2 separate regions of the Mus musculus genome follow, and region 1 is linked to region 2. The links are chromatin contacts, called in public HiChIP or PLAC-seq maps. All regions are on one chromosome and are shown on one strand. The core of a region is the stretch at or near the end of the contact, and the rest is flanking DNA. Distances in the headings are between cores, read along the strand shown.

Region 1 (4,535 bases), core at 128-2,627, 36 kb after region 2:
GCTCCTATTTGGCTCTAGGATAAGCCATCTCTGATCCCCTTTGAGGTGAGAGTTGTGTTTTTGCGTCGCAGCAGCGCTGGACTCCACAGTCCCTTCATCAGTTCTCACAGCGACCCGTGAAGCAGGTAGACTTTAGTTCCATGTTTACTTTAGTCTGAAGAGATGAAGTTACAGTGCGGCTTCAATTAGCGTTTCTTTGCGTTTTCCAAAGTTCCCCGATCTGCTGAACCCGGCTCATCCGTGGAATTAAAAACAAAATAAAATCCAGCCTGGAGAAGCATCCTACACAAGAAGATGCAGGGCCCCGCCCCTAGCGCGCTGGCTTTGCCGACTCCACACAAAGCGGTTCCTCCCTTGGTTCCCGAGCGCGCAGGAGGAGTTGCGCGCTGATTGGTGCGCGCGGGCGGAGCGCTGGCCCCTCCCCGCCCTGGGTCGTATCCTGGTGTCACTATTGGCTGAGCGGCCGTGCGCGCTGAGCTCCCTGCCCCTTTGGCTCCGCCCCTCGGGCTCAGAACTTGCACCGGGTGCCGTCGGTCGCCGCGGGAGCGTGAGTGCTGGGCGCTGGGCTCTAGGACGCATTGTCGCCGTAAGTGCTGCCTCCAGCGGCCCACAGGCTTCGCGCCGCGCTGAATAACGGTGGCCAGAGGCCGAGCGTGGCAGGGGCAGAAGGGAAAGCACTGGGCTTGGCCGTGTCCCTTCCCCTCCCCCAGCACACCTGGTAGCACCGAGTCATGGCTCGGGCGGTGCCCAGAGGTCATGGACTATCGCTTGCGGTAGTGGGAGGCTCGTGGTTAGAGCTCTCGGACAGCCCGGCTTCCGTCTCCCCAGTGAGACGCCCTTGCCCATCGGGAGAGGCAGCTGCGCATGTCACTTGGGAGTGTGCCTCTCCGCCCCTGGCAGCGTGGGACGCCCCCGGCCTCTGCGATCACCAGCGTCCCCCCTCTGCTTGCTCCATTTGTCCCAGTTCCTGTCTGCCAGGCCAGCGCGAGGCTGGAGACGAGCAGCCACTGGCTGTGAGAATGGGGTCCAGGGATCCTGTCCTTGGCCACTGTGTACTGTCGGTACAGTCTAAGGATGCTCACGCGGGGCTCCCCAACTCTAAAGCTGAGCTGCGAAACCAGGCGCCAACGTGTCCAGCTCATTGCCCCAGCGGGCTCTTTCCCCTGGGTGAGAAAGTGGGTCATCTCTGCTCTGGTCTCGAGTGGACCTTTGGGACTGTTGGGGTGTGATTAGCATTGTGCCCCTTACCTCGCCACATCAGCTCTTGGCTTCAGCAGGGTCCCGAAGTCTGTCTGGAGCCAGCGGAGCCAGCGGTGGGGCAGATCGTGCGCATGGCTGCGGAGGCTCCGGTTGCCCCGCAGAGCGGCTGCCAGGCTCTAAAGTTCCCAGTTGACCACAACAGTAACTAAATATAGGACCAGCTGGTGCGGCCGGAGTGTCGCAGTGGCTCCTTTGCAGAGATCTTAGGGCTGCAGATAATGAAGTTGAGTTCTGACCCTTAAAGACTGGGTCATTGCCATGGTCAAGGTTTAAATACCTCAGCCCCAAGTTTGGAATTTAGGTGAGATCAGTTTCAGATCTGCCAGAGAAATTATACAGTGTTCACAATCATAGCTTCCTCAAAGCAGAATAGCACACTCACCTTCAATTTATTATATGCAAACTTCCTGTCTGTCCTTGTTTGATGACCTAATAGTTGGTCCTGGCTTAATGCAGGAAGCCCTTAATGGCTTGCAGAGTCTTTTCTTAGAAGTGATTTTTTTTCAGTTAATTTTTATTAACAGTTTCATTGAGGAAGGTGATGTTTCCATCTCACAACTGGGGCTGCCCCACAACATTGAGAGCTTTCCAGAATTCTGCTTGCATTAGTTAGGCTCCTCAGGAAGGCCTCCAGAGGTCTGGAACAGACCGCAGGCCTTCTCTGTGGCTTGTCTTTATCTACCTGTTGCTGGCACCCTATGGGCCCTTCTTCTGGGGTCATGCCACAGGCCTCACCCCCAGGCTGTGCAGGCATATAACTGGTTCATTTTGTCTCCCAGTGGGAAGTTTGTATCATCAGGCATGTCCAACCAGTGGGCCTGGTTTGTCCCAGGAGAGCTATAAGTGCAGCTTAATAGACATGCAATTTAAAAATGCTGTGGTTGCAGTATCATTCTAGTCCACACCCAATCTCTCTCTCTCTCTCTCTTTATTGTCCAGCATGGCTTTTATAGATGGTGACCAGAAGATTTCAAATTTAAACATATCCTGGGGCTGTGTTACAAACTGGTGGTGGGAGGGCACAGGTGAGCTGTCTTGTTCTGTAGCTCAGGCTGACCTGGGACTTGGGGTCCTCCTGTTTCAGTTTTCCTTGTGCTGGGGTTATAGGTATTTGCCACCATGTCTAGTTTCCTTGAAAATTTCTGAGTCTCCCCTATCCAGAGTCTGGGATAGGTGGCCCTGGTTGTACGGGAGCAGCATGGGCCTATGTGTCGGGCCCATGTGGGCCCATTGCTCCTGTTTCTCCCTGACTCTCTGCCACCACCATCCTTATGTGGTAGATTGACTGTATTCCTGCTTCTAGGAGCCTAGAACCTAGACTTGTGGGGCCGGCCTGGGATCTGTGGATTGTTCTGGTTGCAGAGGGGTGCCCAGTGCCTTGATTGTCCAAAGAGTGCTGATGTGCGTGCAGGCAGCTTGTGAATGGGCTCAGATCGTTTATGTAGATGTGGGGGCAGCCCACAGCCTGGTCTCTTGTTTGACATGGACAATTGTCTGTTCCTCTTTTTAAAACATACAAAAGAAAAAGTGAATGCCTGTGTCCCATCTCATCCTTCCCACCCCACACCAGTGCTGGGATTAAATGCAAGGCCATGAGAAAGCTCTCATTACGTTGCTCTTGAAGTCATTTCTGTAGTCCGGACAGGTCTTGAACTACGATTCTCTTGCTTCAGGATGACAGGCCTGTGCCACCAGCCCCAGCAAGAACAGCTCATGCTTTCCTCCCCAGCCTTTCTCTCCCAGCTTCTATTAGATATTAAGTAAGTCCCCATAGGTTAATTGACTGGTTAGATCCCGAACAGGCCCAGCCTTTGGGGCCGAAGGAGCCACCAAACAGTTGGATAGTTTCCCCTATGGCCTTTGGTGGGGCCAGGAGCCCACTCCAGCCTCAAGTTTGTTCTCCCTGAGCTCTGGAGCCCTGCCACCCTCTCCGGTCCCTGTACTGAGTCCCTGGAGAGGCAGAAGGAGATGGAATAGCAGAAAAAGCCCCTGGTTAAGGAATCCGAGAGTTGGGGAGTCTGGGGGTGAGTATGTGTGTGGAGGGCAGCTCTGTTTCCATCCAGCTGGTTGCCCTGCCTTCTTGGCTCTGCAGTTTCTCAGTTTGTGAAGGAGTTAAGGTAAATCCCCTGAGGGGCCAGTGAGATGGTTCTCTGGGTAAAAGCTGGTGATGAGCTGAGTTTGATCCAAGAATCTACAGTAGAGAGGACACCCTCTGCAAAGTTGTCCTCTTACCTCCAAATGTGCCTCACAGCATGCTCATGCCTGTATTCATGAACGCGCACATGCACACACATGCACGCACACATATGCATGCATTTTCTCTCTCCCTCCCTCCCTCTCTCCCTCTCCCTCTTCTTCTCTTCCTCTCTTCCTTTCTCTCTCTCTCTCTCTCTCTCACACGCACACACACACACACACACACACACACACACACACACGCCTGTGCCTGTATTCACGCTCCCACACATGCACATGCCTACGCATGCACACATGCACATACACATACTAATAAATAAAATTTAAAAAAGAAAGTCAAATGAGTCAGCCCAATTTCAACAGCACTAATTCAGGCCTAGGGATTTGAGCTAAGAGAGTGCATATTTCGTGTGGTGGGGTCCCATTTGCCATGGCCCCCCATCACTCACTGACCCACATTCTGTAGACTATTTAGGCATGTGAATTTAGGATCATATTCAAGTTGGATTTGTAGACATGTTGAAACTTGGACTTGCATTAGATTTGAAACCCAAATGGTGTGTGTTGACCATGAAGAGAAGCATCTGGTAGATGCGCCACAGCCAGTGGGGGAGGGGAGGGGCGGGGTGAGGCGGGACTAGAAAGATTTTTATTTTCTTTTGTTTGTTTTTGAGACAGGATCTCTATATTATGTAGCTCTGGCTGTCTTGAAACTCACTGTGTGGTTCAGAGCAAGCCAGCCTTGAACTCCCCAGTCCTGGCGTTTAACTGTGTGACACCATGCCCAGCTAGGCAGAGACATTTTGAAGCTCACAAACAACCCAAGTGACTTGTGCTTAGTCACTAAGTACCCTTGGAGCTCAGAGGGAGGAGGGACTGCCAAGGCGAGGTGGGTTGGCCAAGGCGAAGCGGGAGCGATCAGGGGACAGGTCCTGGGAGTGGAGAGATAGGATCCTTACTCATTCCTCAAGGATGAGTTCTCACGAGGTGTTTGTTCAGAGTCCTGTGGTCATCTGTGCAAGATTCATCACCGGTGTCACGCCTGCACGTGACACACATTCCTGTACCTCCTCGGCTGG
Region 2 (4,410 bases), core at 636-3,135:
ACCCAACTGGCAGTGCCAAGGTTGGTTCTGTGCTCCTCCAGGTCCTCTCAGGTGTTCCCATGGCACAATACCACGGATTGCCCGGTGGTTTCTAGTGATGGACTGGTGGGTGAGAGAGAAGCAAGCTTCCAGCCATTCCTTCTTATGGAGACAGGGACCTCATCACTGGAGCCCCACTCTCATGGTCTCATCTATAGGCAACCTCCCCAGCACTCTGTCCACCATACTGCACCGCACAGCTTCTCTGGGACTGTGCTCACAGATTCCTAGCCACCCGAGTCTGATGCTTCTTCCTAACATGTGGGGAACCCATGATCGGAACGTGGCTATAGGGCAGAAGGCTGTAACAAAGAAGGGGGAGAGCTTTAGCTGATTTGACTTGCCTGACACCCCCACTTTTGACTAACATTTTTGGGGGTATAGTTAAATGTTCATATTCATGTATATATTAGGTAGTTATCAACTTGGGGGTATTTAGCACATTTACTACCATAAATTTTTGTCGTATTTTCTGTTTTTTACAAAAATCATTTGTTTTATGTGTATGAATGTTTTGCCTACATGTATGTGTGCATATGTCTGTGTGCCTATGGATGGTTGTGAGCTGCCACGTGGGTGATGAACACTGAACCTGGGTCCTCTCCAAGAACATCGAGTACTCTTAACTGCTAAGCCATCCACCCAAGCCCCATATCATTTTATTTTGTGAGACAGAACCTCTCTATGCAGCCCTGCTGGCCACGATCTCAAGTGACCTCCTGCCTCAGCTTTGTAAATGCTGGCATTACAGGTAAGCACTTCACACCCAGCCCAAATGTCTCTTCTTTTTTTAATGACAGTATGTATGTATATACATGAAAAGGCATGTATATGTCAGGGGTCTTTTCTTTCCTTAAAAGATTTATTTATTGCCGGGCGGTGGTGGGCATGCCTTTAATCCCAGCACTTGGGAGGCAGAGGCAGGTGGATTTCTGAGTTTGAGGCCAGCCTGGTCTACAGAGTGAGTTCCAGGACAGCCAAGGCTATACAGAGAAATCCTGTCTCGAAAAACAAAAAAAAAAAAAAAACAAAAAAACAAACAAACAAAAAAAAGACTTATTTATTATGTATACAGGGGTATGTTTGCATGTATGCCTGCAGACCAGTAGAGGGCATTGATCCCATTACAGATGGTTGTGAGCCACCATGTGGGTGCTGGGAATTGAATTCAGGACCTCTGGAAGAGCAGTCAGTGCTCTTAACTGCTGAGCCACCTCTCTAGCCCCAGTAGGGGTCTTTTCTGTTCTCTTCTACCATGTGGGACCCAGGGATTGAACTCAGATCATCAGGGTTTTTTTCGGAGATCACTAAAATTTCTTGATAGTGCATTCAAATCCTGTCTTCTAACTATGGCTACACAATAATCTAATGTGCTGCTATAATTATATCTGTATAAATGGCAGGATAAATGTCCTTCCTTTTCCAAGGTTTTGCTGTGTTTTCAAAGTGCTAAGTGGACAATTTCAAAGATTTCTTAAGTTTCAAATAACTTGTGTTAGGAGAGCATGCTTTCAATTATCCTCAGTTACTGCTGAGCTCTTGCTGCTCCACCTTACAGCCGAAGGTCACCGCAGGAGGGGTGGAGGAAATCAGCAGCAGGCTCTGTCTGCTGCTCCCTGCAGTCTCCAGCACCTTCTATACAACACCTTCTATAACCCATCCCTGGGTGGGTCGGGAAGATGCTGGGAATGTGCACTACATCTGCTAATCTCAGCAGGTGCCACGCCCTAACCACTAAGGGACGACACTGATTTAAGATCTAGATATCCATGTACAGGTTATAGTGTAGACAGCCATTCTCCTGGAGCACGCCCCAATATGGACTGGCCCAGTCACATGCTACCTGGCTGCAGAACTGCTGTTTTCCAAATGACCTCAGACTTCACACTCCAGTAGGCAGTAGGAAGGCACCAATTCACACAGTGCAGTCTTTTCCTTGCTGGCCACCCTAGCTGACATGAAGCCACTCCCCTGTCCAGACTTACCTGGACCCTGGTGAGCCTTACTCCTCACGTGCTTACTAGTTTTCCAATACACAAAGCTTTGGAGAAAAGTTCCAGATATGCCAACCGCATATCTTTAAACACACAGAGCTGAGGACTGAACCCACCATCTTGCTTATGCTAGATAAGTGTTTTACCACTGACTAAATCTCCAGCTTACTCTTTATAGTCTGAATACAACAAGCACATACAGAGAATTTTTTTTTTTTTGCATATATATCTCTATCTCCATCCATATCCCCTTGATGGCTCTCTACCCTCTCCCACCCCCCACTCCACCCCCAAGTCCTGAGGATTGAACCCAGGGGCATGTGTTACATGATGGCATTCTTTGAGGCATAAAGAGAATTTTTTATTTTTATGATTTACTTTATGTATGAATACACTGTAATTTTCAGACACACAAGAGGACATCAGATCCCATTACAGATGGTTGTAAGCTACCATGTGGTTGGAGGGGATTGAACTCGGGACCTCTGGAAGAGCAGAGGTCTTAACCACTCAACCATCTCTCCAACCCCATAAAGAGAATTTTAAAAAAAGTTTCTAAATTCCTGGCTGTCCCAGAACTTATAGTAACCACCATCCGTTGCACCCCTTCCCCTCATACACACACTTGAGTCCTAAATGCTGGGCTCATATGTGCCACTACCAGGCCCTGGCATTTGTATGAGATCCAATATATATTTGTTGTTCTGCTTGTACTTTTGATATCAAGCCTAAGAAATGACTTCATCCATGGTTAGTTATGAGCGCTGTTGCCTGCTTTTCTACGAACTCTACCCGTGAACCGTGGGTCCAAACTCAGCGTCTGTGTGTGGACACACAGTTGTACTGTGGGCACCAATTGCTGAAAAGAGGTCCCATTTGAATTGCTATGGCAGCTTTACTGGGGAGGGAGAGTGAGCAGTGCGTGTGTTTGCGTCATGTGTGTGCATGTATGCTGTGTTTGTGCTTGTGTGTTGGGCGGGCACACTACTCCTGGCCTCTCAATTCCTTTCCATTGATACACATGCAAATGCAAATCACAAGTTTTGAAACCAGGAGATGAGAGTCCTCCAAGACTGTATTTTTACTTTCTACAATCATGTGGTTATTTCAGGTCCTTTAGAGCTCCATATGAAATTCAAGATTGCTCCCAAGGCAGCTTGGACTGACCCCTACTATGTGCATCATCTCCTGATCTACCTACTTGTCTATCCATTGTCTTGAATTTCCTAACATTAAATTTTAATTGCATTTTATTTATTCAGCACGTGTGCATGTACGTACACCTATGTGTGTTCGAGGGCATAAATGCTATACGGTGCACATGGATATGTGCAGAGGATAATTTGGAGGCATCCACTCTCTCTTTCTATCATGTGCATCCTGGGAATGAAGCTCAGGTCTAACAGCAAGTCCCTTCCCCGCTGTGCCACCTCATCAGCCACCCAACACCCTGTCGCACAAGTCTTGATCAATTTTATTTAGTTGTACCTGCTGAGATAATTTATTATCTTGCCAGACCAAATTACTGAATTTTAAATGAAAAAGCTTTATTTGATAGTTACCTTCCCCATGAACCACAAAAAAAAAAAAAAAAAGAAAAGAAAAAAAAGCAAGGAGCATGTTAGTGATTAACAAGTATGTGACCATTCCAAAGAACCAACTACTCTAAGAAAAATGCTCTAAGAAAAATGCTAATTACCAGGAAAAAAGTCTTTTAGTTCCTAATGGATATATCTGTATTTACTGTAAAGAATCAAAGACAATCTATTAAAAATTGAAATAGTCCATGTCCTGGACACACATCAACTTAAGACATACTTTGTGCATGTGTGGAAACCAGTCTCACCTCGTAGCTTGGGCTGGCCTTGAACTCACAGCAATCTGCCTAGCACACTTGGGAATCGTCGGAGTGCAGTGTGTGGAATGAAGACTAGCTGGGTGGATAATCTTGTCCAGATGAGCAAGGTTGACACAACAGAGAAACTGTGCTCGCTCGTGTTCCTGAAGCTACACAGAACAGAACAGGACTAACACTGCTAGGGCAGGCAGCAGAGAAGGGTCCTTCAAGCTCAGCTTAATGATGGGTAGGTTGGGCACAGTAAGCATAGCCCCTGCTGGGCATACTCTCCACCCCAAGGTAGGCAGGCAGGCAGGCAAGTAAAGGCATTTAAAAGAAACAAGAGCCATCAAGGTGGCTTAGGGGGTAAAAGCACTTGGCTCACAAACCTTAAGCCCAGAGCTCAATCCCTGACCCCCACCACTAGGACAGAATGACTTCTAAAGGTCATCCTCTGACTTCCACACAAGCACCTCAGCACACACACACACCAATAATGTGTGTGTATGAGAGAGAGAGAGAGACCAAGAGAAAGCGAGA

What was found. HiChIP or PLAC-seq counts read pairs in DNA pulled down with a chosen protein or histone mark.
Region 1: an H3K27ac HiChIP or PLAC-seq map of embryonic stem cells shows a contact between it and region 2, with 6 read pairs. The contact joins the promoter of D830039M14Rik here to the enhancer-like site in region 2. A contact is called at or near these places in 6 of 39 promoter capture datasets (the 3T3-L1 cell line, 3T3-L1-derived adipocytes, the C10 cell line and 3 more), 1 of 15 datasets of contacts at CTCF or cohesin (the NIH/3T3 cell line), 3 of 484 Hi-C or Micro-C datasets (CD4 T cells, embryonic stem cells and pro-B cells), 3 of 115 datasets of contacts at active chromatin or transcription factors (all in embryonic stem cells) and 3 of 9 other capture datasets (adipose tissue, embryonic stem cells and liver).

What each region holds. Positions count from the first base shown.
Region 1 is chr10:61,475,304-61,479,838 of GRCm38.p6, forward strand. D830039M14Rik (RIKEN cDNA D830039M14 gene) reads right to left here and starts at 1,378. Exons shown (of 1, transcript NR_166099.1): 1 at 1-1,378. It overlaps Lrrc20 (leucine rich repeat containing 20), which reads left to right and starts at 530. Exons shown (of 5, transcript NM_153542.1): 1 at 530-586.
Region 2 is chr10:61,438,691-61,443,100 of GRCm38.p6, forward strand. The region is part of intron 1 of Eif4ebp2 (eukaryotic translation initiation factor 4E binding protein 2); the gene reads right to left. Among named protein-coding and RNA genes, the nearest start is that of Eif4ebp2, 12 kb to the right of the region's middle. Within about 2 kb of position 1,886, at least 11 of the 459 cell types and tissues checked have an H3K27ac peak or open chromatin away from gene starts, as enhancers often do. A contact at or near this core is called in embryonic stem cells, where this site is marked.